Linked DNA regions of Zea mays: region 1 is linked to region 2. Evidence: chromatin contacts called from public Hi-C data. All regions are on one chromosome and are shown on one strand. The core of a region is the stretch at or near the end of the contact, and the rest is flanking DNA. Distances in the headings are between cores, read along the strand shown.

Region 1 (6,964 bases), core at 3,008-5,507, 410 kb before region 2:
CCGGGCCATTTTTTCCGAAATGTTGGCACTGGTAAACTTGAGCCTGAGCGAGCAACGAAGCTATAGCAACCAAAATTGTTATGATACTGTTCCTTACCCCAGGCCTTCGTCTCATACGAAAGTTCATGCATGCTGCAGAAACATTTTACACTTGGCTCCAAACCTTGACTCCTCACGGCACAGACGAAGATCCCCATTCTGATAATTGCTTCGGGAGTAATCTGGTGAAGGAAAATCTCATATATCTTTAAAACCTCAACAACAAATCTGCTTAAGGGGAACCGAAGCCCAGCCTTGAAGAAGCTTCGGAAGATTGCGACTTCATTCTCTTCAGGAGCAGGAACAGTCATGTCTCCGTTGTCAGCCCTCACAATAGATATGTCTCAAAAATACCTTCCTCTCATGTTATCAAGATGACTCTGTCTGATAGTCAATTTCCCTAAGACTGTGTGACTCGGTCGCCAGGGCCGATCTTCAGAGTCTTCGCCTCCACTTTCCGCATCATAACTATCACTGTCATCGGTATCTTCAAATAAGCCTTCTAGAATTTTCTTTGTAATCTTTTCTGTATCTGTCTTTGCAATTGACTCAATGAATCCAACAGTCTTTTCCTCAAGAAGCTTCTCCTCTTCGGTTAACTTCGCTCCAACAACTGTCTTCTTGTCGTGAGACATTATCTTCGGAACTAACGAAAATATGACCTTAAATTCGAAGCTTAGAAAATTTAAGAAACTAAGCAACTGATGGAAAGCAAGAGCTAAGAAGTAAAGCAAAGCAGAGTATGTGTGCCAAATGTGCTCGGGGTGAGTTCTTATTTATACGCTCAGCGCGCTCCAAGTTGGAGGGCCCCATTTATCATTGACTGTTGCTATTCTAGCAAAGGGAAGGTGTTTTTTCGGACCTTCAGCTTAGGGCCTTCGTCCATATCGCAATCTGAATTCGTTATTCTAACAAATTAACCTTGCGAGGGGCTACTGTTGGGGCCTTCGTCTTCTGAAGGTCCTCAAAAACATGATTTAATAATGTTTCTTGAGTGTAATATATGAACAGGTGCCTTCGAACTCGGATCAGTACCACACACAGTGTAAAAAGCGCGAACAATACGAAGGTTGACGCAGCGCCGAAGCTACGCGCAAGTGAGCTTCGGCATAACGGCAGAAAAGGGAACCGACTTAAAAGGTAAAAGGCTATTTAGACCTCGGCGGATTACCTTAGAGTCATTAGCAAATGCAAAGGGCATGGATGTAATTTCACACGGGCTACGTCCCGTGCCTATAAATAGATGAACAGCACTCCCGTACTGTTCACGCTGACTTGTTATCCTGCTTTTGCGTCATGCTTGTACTTTTACCTTTCTTCGAGCTAAAGGTACATTTGTAATCTGATATCATTTCTATTTTTCTATAGTAATAAAATAGAAATGAGTTGATATATAATTGTTTATGTTATCTTTTACATTTCATATAATTCTTTCTTCATTATTATATGTTGCATTAATGAAGGTATGTCCTTCATAACCTTCGTCCGAAGATTATTATATCCCAAGGGAAATAATGCCTCGAAGGACGAAGGGTTTAACATTTGATGTTTTTGTGTGGTCTTGTTCTTAACTCATAGCATTTGAGAACAAGTTCCCAACAGACCATGCAGCGAAATGGTCAATGATTAATGTGTTTGAGATTTTCTGATGGTGTCATTTTTCGCCTATCTCGTTGAGACCATTTAGTGTAGGTCTTCGCAGGGCGAGGAGGGACAACGATACGACATAAGAGAATATGAAAAATGTGGCGAGGGCGAAGCTAGGGCCATGTGTTCTTAATTTATGAGGCCTCCTTTCATGATTGTTGTAGTGGTTTAGGTGCTTTGGAGAAGGGGTTGAGGTTTCCTAACCGTATTGTCCTTAGGCATAGAGGAATATACTTCCATCCTAGAGCAGATGGAAGGGCAAGGGCAATACGATCTTTTGTATTGCCTATGGACTGGGGATGACAATGGGTACAAGTATGAATAAATAACCACGGATAATTGCCCATTAAACACGTATATGATGGAATTTGCTATCCACGTGTACAGGTATAGATATAATAAAGTACATGCAGATAACTTTTTCGTGGGTATGGATATCTAGTATCCATATCAGTTACCCGATGGGTAACTGACATATGGGCCAACCAAATTCAATACATTGTCCTAAATTCCCATTTTTCTTTTTTTTCCATCGATATATGTTGTTTGGTGCTGAAGTTATCGTTTAATGCTGCTAGAATAATATTTTTTTTAAATGTGATAAAATTGTTGTTTGATGTTGAATGCTCAAATTATAGTGGTCAGGTAGATAATAGATATCCGACGGGTACGTGTATAAATACAGATCTATACCCATGAATATATATAGGTATGAATATGGGTTGAGTTTTATTTGGGGTAGGGGTTCTTAAAACATATATCGGTGTCCTACTCGTTCGATTGTTATCTCTATTGACACATATAAATAGTGCCTACAAGGACACTGGTTAGGTGGACAAGAGTAATGATGTCTGTGTACATCAAGATTTTTTCCAGTCTTAGGTCTTGTTTGTTTGTGCCGTATTGGTGGGTCGGAACGATTCCTAACCGGATTGCTTCTCTAATTTATATAAACTTTGATTAGCTGGAACGATTCTAGGTGCAATCCTACAGAAACGAACAAGCCCTTATTATTTCTACTCGTTTTCGTTGCAACTTCATTGCTTTCAGGGCAATTGTTTGGTTTGACAACTCCTGGAGACTGCGGTCGCCGGTCTAGAAAACTGTGACGTCCCTCATGGTTGTTCGAACCTTAGTTTCTTGGCCCCAAGAAATACTGCAAGACAGAGATGAAAGATGTATAGAATCAGCAAAGTCTAGGCGCCCAAGGTTAGCATGTCGTGATGTCTTGATATCATTTTGATAACGGTATAATAATGAATTCTAGTAACTATTTCAAGGTACATAAATAATTTGGAGCAATCCACCCCATGTAACTTTTTGCCTCCTTTGTTATCACTTGTGCCCAAGATTGTTTACACGAGAAGACATATTTCCTTGGATTTGTAACATATATTGTCTTGGATCAGTTCTTCCGTGAGTGTTTACATGGTTAGAAAAGGACATGCAAATAAAACTAGAAGTACGCTGTGGCAATATGAAAAGGTAACGAATTTGATGGCTACAGAGGTACATGGTATCCCATCATTTGAATGTCTCAATAAACTGGGTATTTTTAAAATAACTTTAGAGATTACGATATATATTTTGAGTTTAGTTGCAATTGTCTTATACATAGTTTGATTGCTAGAGAGGTACATGGTATCTGACATCATTTGAATGTTTCAATAAAGTGGATATTTTTTAAAATAACTTTAGAGATTACGATATATATTTTGAGTTGACTTGCAATTGTCTTATACATAGAAATTATAATTTGGTTGTTGTATATGGCACATATATTAGGTTTAGATCTAATCATGGGCCACTCAATCCGACCAACCCAACCCGATCCGTCCGGAAAAAAACTCGGCCCGATCCGATCCGACCAATGCAACGGGTAGGTATAGACCATAATTTTTGACCTGCAATAATTCATGAATTAGGTATGGGGCCATATTTTTTTACCCAAAATCCGACCCAACCCGAAAAAACCTGTGCCAAAGCCAAAAAATCCCAACCTAACCTGAAAAAACCCGATCCAACACTAGATACGGGTGGGGTACGAGCTATGCTAAATGGCCTATGACTCGATCTTGATCCGACCCGTTTGAACATGTTGAATTAGGCTAATAGTATGGGAAAGTGATTCGGGACAACGGATATGCTACTTTTCTATGGGCCTCAATCAAACCCGCTTACCTGCAGTCTCGCAATGGTGCAACGGGCCAGGCGTAGGCCATCGTGTAGTAATGGGGCTTTATGGAGGGCCAGTTTGATAACTGTAGACCCACTTATTCGGTTACACCAGAAGAGGATTAAATCTCTCTACGGTCTAATTTAGGTATTTTAATATTGATTTCAATCCATATGTATTAAGATGGATTAGTATGTAACCTAAACTAATTTACACCTAATTTACCTCAATATATATGAATTGCGGTCAATATTAAAGTACCTAAAAAAGTCTTAGAGAGGATTTAATTCTCTCCAATCTTATTTTGGATTGATGTAACCAAACAAACATGGCAGAGAAGCGTCCTGTGGCTCAGCCTGGCGTTCCGTCGGCCCAAGGCCCACGTATTACCGGAGGACGAGGGTTTGGGCCCTCTGCAAGTCCTTTTGCATCTACCACGGAGGGAAAGAAAAAAGAGCGAGCCACTGCCTGTCCATTGTTTTGATGATACAAAAAAGTCAAACTTTTGAAACCAACCAAGAAAAAACATGACTTTAGGGCCTGTTTGTTTACCCCCAGATTATATAATCTGGATTAAATAATCCTAAGAAGCAAACAAACAGTCCAGCTTATTTGCCCAGATTATATAATCTAACCTCTTGGATTATGATAATCCATAAGCAAGTGAGGAGGTGCTTATTTCACATTATTTTTTTTCCCACTTTCCCACTATCCTTTCAAGTTTCCTATAAATTACCCACCATTGCCATTATAATCCACCAAATCGTTTTTGCGCCTATCGGATCGGAGAAGCCCGCCGCCCAACAGAAACCCGCCGCCTAGCCCCCACCCCCCGCGCCCCGCGGCACAGGATCCCGCCGCCTGGCACTCTGACGCGTCCCGCGCGCAGCAGATTCCCGCCCGCCGCTCCGACGCGTCCCGCGCCCCACGGCACAGGATCCCGCCGCGCCGTGCCAACGGGACGGACGTACGACGGGGCCGGCCGATTCCCGCCGCAGATCAGCTGGGGCGCCTAATTTTTCTCTGCAACTGTCCTGCCGAGATCCAGAGTGCGACCATCTAATTGCTACAATGCTACTCTATCTACAGGTGTATTGTGATGGATCCTCCGTCGGAACCAACAGACATTGAATCAGGAGTTGGTGATGTTACGGCACCTGAACGAGGCAAACCAACCATGGTACGTGGTTCCATGACGGCAGGTCGTCGTGGCGCAGGATTTACACTGGCAGGGCGTAGTGCCGGTCGTGGCACTAGTTGTGTGATACGCGGTAGTAGGAGTGCCGGAAGGAGCATTCGTGGTGGCCGAAGTGTTGGTATTGACATCGATTTAAATGCTCAAGGTCGGGAAGATAATGAACCAATTGAAGTTGAAGCTGAAATTACTGCAAATAATTCGGTGAGTAATTTTCTAACACATGGCCATTGCTAATTTATAGACATTTGTAATGTTCATATGTGATATGCTTGTATATATATTTTCGTATAGAAGGAGAAATATGACAAGGCAGATTGGTCATCCATGAATACTAGAACTTTTTGTGAAATATGTGTTGAAGAGGTTGAAGCTGGTAACAGACCAAATGGAACACTAACTACTTCAGCGTATAAAAATATTTGTGTTAAGTATCGACAAAGAACTGGTTTGCTTCACAGCAAAACTCAATTGAAGAATAAGTGGGATTTACTGAAAGGGCTTTACAGTTTTTGGCTTGGTCTAAACAAAGATACAGGACTTGGATGGGATTCTAAGCTAGGGACTGTGATTGCAAGTGATGAATATTGGAAGAAAAATACAAAGGTAATAACATATTAGTTAAAGTTATATTGTACTTGTTTTAATTTCTTTCATCTATGATGTAGTACTAAATATTGTAATTGTTATACAGAGGCATCCTGATTGGAAGAAACTGAAATATGGCCCTCCAGAAAATGAAGATTTCATGACACAAATGTTTGAACATATTGCAGTGGATGGATCTACATCATGCGCTCCAGGTGAATTTTATGATGTGGAAAATCATGAGACTGAGGTTGATAGTATTGATGGAGTTGATTTTGGCACATTTGAGGCAGACTGTGATGCTCAATATGATGAATTTGTGTCTCCTTTTGCTAGTGGCAGCAAGTCAACTCAGTCGAAGAGAGGCGTCTCAACTTAGTCAAAGAAAAGAGCTAGTCCTACTGTTGTTAATAGCCCACTGAAGCGCTCAAAGAATCCCATGGTTAAGGTCATGATTAAGATTCATAATACTTTGGAGATCAATTGCAATATTTCAAACAAAGTAATGCTTGGTGAGTATAGGTATGAATCAATAAGCAATATGTTCAAACTGGAGAGCGCGCGACAGGATAAGGTGTTAGACGATCCTTGCATTGAATGCTCCTGCGATCCGGTCGGCTGGCGAGGCGATCTGGCCAAGGTTGCTTCTCCGTGAAGCCTGCCCGAGCTGGTCCTCGGGCGAGTCGAAGGTGCGCCCGTTGCTTGAGGAGACCCTCGGGCGAGGCGTGAATCTACCTTGGTCTATCGTTCCTGCACGAGGCTGGGCTCGGGCGAGGCGAGGTCGTGTCCCTTGAGTGAACGGAGCCTTGACCGGAATTGCGCCCATCAGGCCTTTGCAGCTTTGTGCTGATGGGGGTTACCAGCTGAGATTAGGAGCCTTGGGGGTACCCCTAATTACGGTCCTCGACAGTTGTGATGAAGATGAAGATTATATGCCAATGCTATCATCTCAGCCTAGTACTAGTCAATTTGGGGATGAAGAAGGTGACATGAATGCCTTCTGTGAAAATATTGCTAATGCAGTATTTGCCAATGTCAATTGAATTATTTTTTGAAATTATTTATGTAATAAATTATGAATACTCAGAAACGTTTGTTATATTGTTCATCTCATATATGAGTTTCAACCTAGTACAAATATAGAGGGCATTCTTGTCTTTCTCGTACAAAAGAATCCTATTAACAACTCAAATAATCTGGGTAAACAAACAGGACTACTCAGATTATATAATCTAGATTATATAATCCAGATTATAATCCAGATTATATAATCCTCTAAAAATAATCCAGATTATATAATCTATGGGGTAAACAAACAG
Region 2 (7,432 bases), core at 2,521-5,020:
GAGTACTCTATTAATTCTATTAAGCCTTAGGCCAGGATATCACCATCCCACTAGGGCCAGGATATCACAATCCACCCCCTTAGAAGACCGACGTCCTCGTCGGTCAACCTCAATCCAAGAACCTCCCTCTTGGCCACATCTGTGTGTCTAGTGTCGTCATATGCCTTGTGATAGTAGATGCGACCCGATCTTTCGTGAGATACGATAACTTGATTGAGTGGAGATCTCGACGTTGATGATCTAAGGCTCCGAGCGAACGGTTCCTCGCAATCACTACACCACGGCTCCGTTGGTTATGACCCGTGACACACGAATCACCTTGCCACGAAGGCTTATCCCTGCAAGCGCAATCAAGAACACAAGCAAGAACAGGAAAGAAAACGCAACCAAAATTGTATTGATTACGGGATGGGGTCTCACAAACCGATGACGGCGACACTGTTCGATGATAGAATTGATCTAAGCAAAACCCAAAACCTAATGTCGCGGAGGCTGCTGAATAAATAGAGTATTAGGGCGTGTGTGACCCCTGGACTCGCCCCTAATGGGCTTCAACGCGATATACGGCCCAACGGCCCAACAGACGGTGTCGCAGCATCAAAACAGAATCTGAACGCTGAATTGTTTCGACGATTCCCGTTGACTCCGGATGAATTTTAAGGTGGAACCAGTTGGGTTGGTTAGATAATCTCCTTATCTTTCCAACTATATCAAGTCCGTCGCAATCGGAGTCCGGATGCATCCTAGGTGTCCATTTTAGTGTAGACTGGTCCTGGAACCCGAGATGGAGTCGCAGCCGAGTTAGGCTTGATCTCCTTCCTGTTGTGGCCGCCCTTGCTGCTCCTCCTCAACACCTTGGCCTTTCCCAAGTCCTTGCTAGTCCTCTCCAAGGTACCTAATCATCAAAACATCCATGGCCCCGAGCGTAAGCTCTGAAACACAATTGACTAGGGTGGAACGTACCTGGAGATTTAGTTGTCGTGCACGAGATCGTGTTATCGGTCCATTCATTGTATGTATAGAAGTGATGTCCTCATCACCTTGCCATGCCATGTGACCAATCTGGGCCCACATGCGCCATGCGCCATGCGCCATATACCCTAACCCCTAACCCACATACGCCCGTGAAACCGTGAGGGTTGGCTCTGATACCACTTGTAACACCCCGTCCACTCCCGGACTGGCGGTACTTACTCCTGGCTGCTCTCTAGGATCATATATTGTCCCTACAGACCAACACGAGTCTTTCTGTGCACACTTTGTCCTCACTTATGCGCACCCGAGAAAACTTCTCAGTCGGTCACCCATACCAAATTGCTCTAAGCCAAGCACACCTAACTTGGAGGTTCTTTTGAGATTGGCTTCCGAAAAAAAGATGCACCTTGTTGATATGGATACTCTATTAATTCTATTAAGCCTTGGGCCAGGATATCACCATCCCACTAGGGCCAGGATATCACAGCGTCATAGACTCGCAGCGAGGGCTGAGGTGAGGGGCAGATATAGGAAACGAGGACCAACGAGTCAGGGCTAGGTGGAGGACTATGGAGCGACAAGGTAGGACTGGCTAGTGCCTAGGTAGGGGCGGATGGGCAAGGGGCCAAGGAGTCCTCATCATTGCTAGGCAACCGAGTGGGGGAGTCCCGACGTGCCACTGCCACAGAGGAAGAGGAAGCCAGCAATGGGTGTCTGTTTCGCACTGCAGAAAGCGAGAGAGTGGATAACTGGAGAAGGGGCGACGCCGATGAACCTGGTGGCCAGTGGGTGCTTGTCGGCGACGTGCCCTGTTGTTGCCGCCGATCACCCTGGACAGGAGAGGAGGATTGAGGAATCAAGGAATGAGGATAGGGGTTTAGGGACGACGTTTAGGCTGATATTTTAATGACATGGACCCGTAGAATTATACTGGTAGCAGGCATTAAGTGCAAGCGAGATTTTATGTCTGTGTCCTACGTGGGCGATTTTTTGTCCATACCCTTTCTCTTAGGTGTCATCGGGTATAAAACCTCGAGATACCTGTGCCCACAAGCAGAATTGCAATATCTCTACTACTTATTAAGGCTGCAAGGGTAGTCGACCATTCCGTGTTCTGCCACCATTCTCATTTCTTGTTCTGCGTTTCTCATTCCCATATTCTGTTCTGTCTTTCTCATTCCTCCCTCCCCGCAAAGCCCATTCCCATTCCCTCGTGGGTACATCCCACGTCTAGCTAAAATTAAAAAAACACACATGTCCTCAAGGGGATTTGAACCCGTGACCTCTCAAGCAAAGGCCAAGAGTAGCTACCGCTACACCACATGTGTGTTTATGTCTACATCTATGATAGAAAACACATCTACTACATCTCTCACCAAACTCACTTGCTACCCTTGCACAATGCGTAGTAGTAGATAAGTATCATCGAGATTCTTGAATTATATTTTTGGATGGAGGTAATATTATTTAAAGAAGAACTTTGTATGCAATTTTTTGTTTGAATAATGTATTATACTTAATTTCTCTTTTTGCATGTGTGATCTTTTTTCTTCGTAATATTTTTTCCATGGATCAGAATAGTGAGTCATTTTCATAAACCAACGACAAACATTAATCCATGTTTCTTACTTAAAACTCCGAACAAACACCATCAGCAGGAGGCACTCGCGTTGGCGTCGCTCATCGATGACGAGAAGAAGCTTGGCGACTGTCAGTTCGACCTCTAGAAGCAGTCCTACGTGGTCGCATGCGTCGCTGTGTACGACAAGCTCCCACGAAGCCACTGTTTGGACGCGGTCCAGAGCAGCTGCACCGCGCTGTCCATCGTTAAGAGGGGGGCCTCATGGTTGTCGCCAACGTCGACGACTGTTGGGTTGTTCTGGACACCGCATCCGACGACGATGCCATCACGCCATCCAGCTCATCGTCCACCTAAAGCCCAACTTGCTACGTAAGTCGCTACTGACCGGACATGAATTCTTGTGCATTGGGACGATGCTGACGTTGTGTGAGTGTCCTCGAACATGATGTATGTAGTGGAGTAATGCATCCGGTGATGCAACGACCAAGTGTACTACCTCACTGATGAGCCCGGGGTGCACTTCGTTTGGCAGCCCAACCAAGAGTCATCGGTACTCGTCATGTCGTGCGCGTTTGACGACTACTATATCGAGAATCGTGACGTCATCTTGGCGCTGGAGGTGACGCAGAGGAGGATCGACAACAGTGACCAGTTCGTCATCCTCGCCATCGTCAGGGTAGCTTTTGTGTGGGTCTGACTTTAATTCTCTTCGCAAACACACACACTTACCTTTTTGTTTAAGCAAGAGCGTATGGTGGTGCGTGTCTGATGACTAACGATGTACGAGAGAATTTCTTCCGGCATGTGTGGAACGTGCTCTCCAATGATAAGACCATACAAATCGTGGCATATATCGAAGACTGCATGATACTGATGGTTGCAATGTATTGGTGAAACGACTAGATTAAAATAACAAAATTTATGTATGGCTAGGATCACAAATTGATTATGAAATATTTTTTTCATAAAAATATAATACATATTTTGTATATAAGTTATCGTAGTATACTGGTTGCATAGTCGAAGGATTAATACTATTCTCACTTACGCTAAAATATCATGTGCCTTGAATTTATTATCATTTGTGGTTTCATTGTTCGTGGAAAAAACTATCATATATTGCTTATTTTATGTGTAGGGCATATATAGTGCGTCTAATTTTCTAGTATAGCTTGGAATTCGATGGAATTTGTACAGGAAGGAAACACACGAACACAACGCGAGCGCCAAAATAGCATAGTCCCGCCGCCGCCCCGTAACCCGCGCGGCCGACCCCAGCTCCGCCTCCTCCGCTCGTCCGCTCATCCGCCGTCTTCCGTTCCTCCACTGCATGGCCTCCACCCTCCGCCCGAGCACCTCGGCTCCTCCATCCTGCGGCCCCACGCCTCGGCTGCTCCGCTCGTCCAGCCTTCGGCCCCGCGCTCACCGCGGCCGCCGTATCTCCCGTCATCTGGCCATCCACAACGGTGATGTGGAGCACGTGGTATGTCGTGAAGGGCTAAAGGCAGTTTCATCTCTGGCGTCACGGTGAGGGAATGCCACAACGTGGCGGACGCCACCGCCGTGGTGCTCCCCTTGCGACGCCTAAGCTACTTCTTTTGCAGGTACGGGCGACCTAGCTTGCATCTGTTAATTGGTTTATATGTTTTGCCCGCAAGATGTGTACAATACTCAAGTCGCTACATTCTGGACGTTTGGTTGCTTTGTATGAATAGCAGTTCAATTGTTTTTCAAGATTTAGGATCTGATTTGGTTGGACTCTCAGGATAGTATAGCAATACAGATGCAAATAGGTGTGGAATGATATTAGGATTTGATTAACATTTTGAAAGGACCTAGGAAATAATCCGGTTGAAGATTTCAAGATGATGCAGACCTGGACACTATCATTGCAAGCAAGAATTGTGAGTGTTGCTGCCAATCTCACCGTTCGTTAAAAAAAATGTGTACCTTTTTCATTAATAATATAAGTGTCCTGTACTGGTCTACGTTGGACCCACCTTTTCTTCTTATTATATTGATGCGCAACTCGAGAGAAAAAAGTAATGCCCTAGAAATTGTCTATTCAAATGAGTTCAAGGTTCAATATCACCTGTAGTCCCGAAAGTTCAGGGTAATATTTATTCAATTAGGAAACTAGATGACTCATAATACCATTTGCTCATTACATATTGCCAAGTACACCAAATGAACTTTTTGGACAGCACTTAATAGTTTTCTCATACTTTATAGAGCTGCCTCTAAGGCCAGTTGTAGAGGAATTGGCAAGCCGCTTCGTGCCTGGCTGGTATTGCAGTTATTGTTCTGAACTGTGCGTATCTGTTTCATGTTCTAATATTCTGGCTTCTGCGCATGTAAAGAAAACATAATTTGTGGTTTTCTTTCTGAAGGAAGCTCTGTAGCAGTGGCCTTGCAGTTGCAGAAACTTTTTGAAGCTAATTCATATCCTTTTAATCTGGTAGCAGTGATTAGTCAGAGTAGGGCATCTAGCTGAGTGGTTGGATGGCTTGAGTAGCATTCCTCAAGTCCTGATTTTGACTTCCCGTTGAGTGAATTTTCAGTTTGAGGTTAAAAAAGTGCCCCCGTTTGTATGCCACAGTACAAGTCTAAGGTCCGGCCCCAGTCATGATCATTCTTACATGTGCTACGGTACCACTGAGTGGGGCAAGGGTTCGAGTGTTTTTTCGAACCGTGTGAGAAAATCTTCTTATGCAATGCTCGAGGCTATCTTAAGTTTTTTATGGTGTGTTTTGTTCAGTTTTTTGAACTTGCTTCTACTTTAAAAAAACAGAAGCTGAACTAAAGGGGTTTAGCTTTTCTAGTAGTACTTGAAAAACCAGTTTTTTTATAGTACAAATTTAAAAGCAGCTTGGACCTTGCTTTTTGCTGCTTATCTAAGTTTGATATATTAATAAAGAGATATGACAAATAGGAATTTAAATGAGATAAAAAATAATTAAATATTATAATAAATGAAATAAAAAAATATTTTTTAGAAAATATAAAAACTGGAATTGTAAAAATGAATTATTAATTCAAAGAAGAGATATGGCAATTGGCAAATAGAAAATAAAATGGGACTAAAAATAATTAATTGTTAGAATAAATGAAATAAAAATATATAGCAAGTGGTGTCTAATTTTATTTGTAAAAAAATTAGGAACACAAATGTGAAATCAATTTTTTAATTAGATACATTGATTAAGAGATGTAGTTAAACAACACAACAGTTTGAACCAAATGACCTTTAGTTTTTTACAGCGGACAACTCATAACATTTTTTTTACAGCTCACAGCTGAACCAAACGCATCCTTGGACTACTGTTGGCTTTTAATTTTGTTAATATATTTTGGACCCAAAACTGAATATTTTTTTGAACCCGCAAAAGGCTTGCGTGCCATTCATCAGAAGGAAGAAAAGGTAGTACATAAAAGCGGGGTCACTAGCCTAAAGCGGCCAGTGGAAACCCGCCCATAGTGAAAAGCCTATAGAGGCCAGAGAGGCAGAGACAATCCACCCAACTGCAGAAAAGAGAAAGACTAACAACAGATTAGAGAGGCAGCCGTGGCCCGTCTAATAGTTCTCTAAGCCCCGAAGCCCCAGCCATACACCATAGTTTGCCTTCATTTGAGATGGACTGCAGGACAGTCCTCTCTTTGGGCCTAGCCCCATTGATAACACAATCATCCCGATGCTTCCATAGTTCCCACATCGTGAGGATTATCAGGGATTTTAGCCCTTTTCTCATCCCTTTAGGGACTACTTTTGCTGATCTGCACCACCAGGATGAGAAGCTTGGCTTATAGCTGATAGGTTATGAACAAACGAGAATTACTGATAAAATTTTCTGTACAAGGTGTGGTCATTTATCAGTGGTGCTGACTTGCGAACTATTACAAGTATTTGTTCCTTCTCATCCGTGGTCTCTTTTTGGAAACAAATAATATCACACACTGCTGTCTCATAAGCACACACTCTGCTGACCGATTCTGGGTTCTGCCGTATCACAGAAACAGCGAATAGATAGGCTGCAGGTGCAAGAGTTGGTACCAGTGAAGCTGATGCATCTTAATTTGTTCTGACCACATGTTTAGTAGCAGCAGCACTATCAAATGCTTCTTGCCATTTATAATACGTAAGAATATGATTTTGTATTGCATATTTCTTCAGGGGACTACTGAGGATCTGAAACGTGCAGAAGCACAACAGGACACTGTAAAACAGTAGAAGTAAGCAAGTAGCCCTCATATAGAGGGCATTTTTAGCTAAATTATTTAGAATGGATCAATTGCAATTTGCAAATATGCATCAGTGATCAAATGGACCAAATCACTTTGTAGTAAGCATTAGATGGACTTGTGTGGCTGGTCAGTGCTGGACGTTGTCATGGACCTTCGATCCATGGGGATAGCTGTCTTCTCCGGCGAGGTTATACCCCTCTGCCGCAGGCTTGGTTCTAGGGTAGCAACCCTAGGCGCTTGAGAGGGTCATTGCAAGAGAGAGAGATTGGTTTGATAATGGTCTTGCTTGATTTATTCCCTGCTGCCATGCGGTTTATAAATAGCCCTATGGCTAACCAACTTCTCCTACAAACTCTCAACTAACTCGTACTTTCTTGGACTTATATGCTGCTAACCAACTCTCCACAATTCTCTCATCTCAATCTTATTCTCTAGCCTTATCCCAGCTCATCTCAATCTTATTCTTTCCTTTCCTACGGGTGCAGACTGCATGGTGGTGACCGCTCCCTATGATGCCCATGACATCTCCCCCTCCCTTGAGGACCAACTCGTCCTCGAGCTGCCATAGACTTACTTGACACGACTTAAGGTTAAGCCTTTTACATCTCGGCTTACCTTTATTATTTAAGACGA

What was found. A called contact is a pair of places that touch in the nucleus more often than the background predicts.
Region 1: a Hi-C map of leaf shows a contact between it and region 2, with 6 times the contacts expected there. The contact joins the enhancer-like site here to the promoter of LOC100381825 in region 2. A contact is called at or near these places in 2 of 25 Hi-C or Micro-C datasets (ear and leaf).

The regions. Positions count from the first base shown.
Region 1 is chr3:25,833,339-25,840,302 of Zm-B73-REFERENCE-NAM-5.0, reverse strand. No RefSeq gene overlaps it. Among protein-coding and RNA genes, the nearest start is that of LOC103649866, 69 kb to the left of the region's middle. Within about 2 kb of position 4,257, at least 17 of the 20 cell types and tissues checked have an H3K27ac peak or open chromatin away from gene starts, as enhancers often do. A contact at or near this core is called in ear and leaf, where this site is marked.
Region 2 is chr3:25,426,459-25,433,890 of Zm-B73-REFERENCE-NAM-5.0, reverse strand. It overlaps LOC100381825 (ARM repeat superfamily protein), which reads left to right and starts at 3,770. Exons shown (of 20, transcript NM_001321373.1): 1 at 3,770-4,161.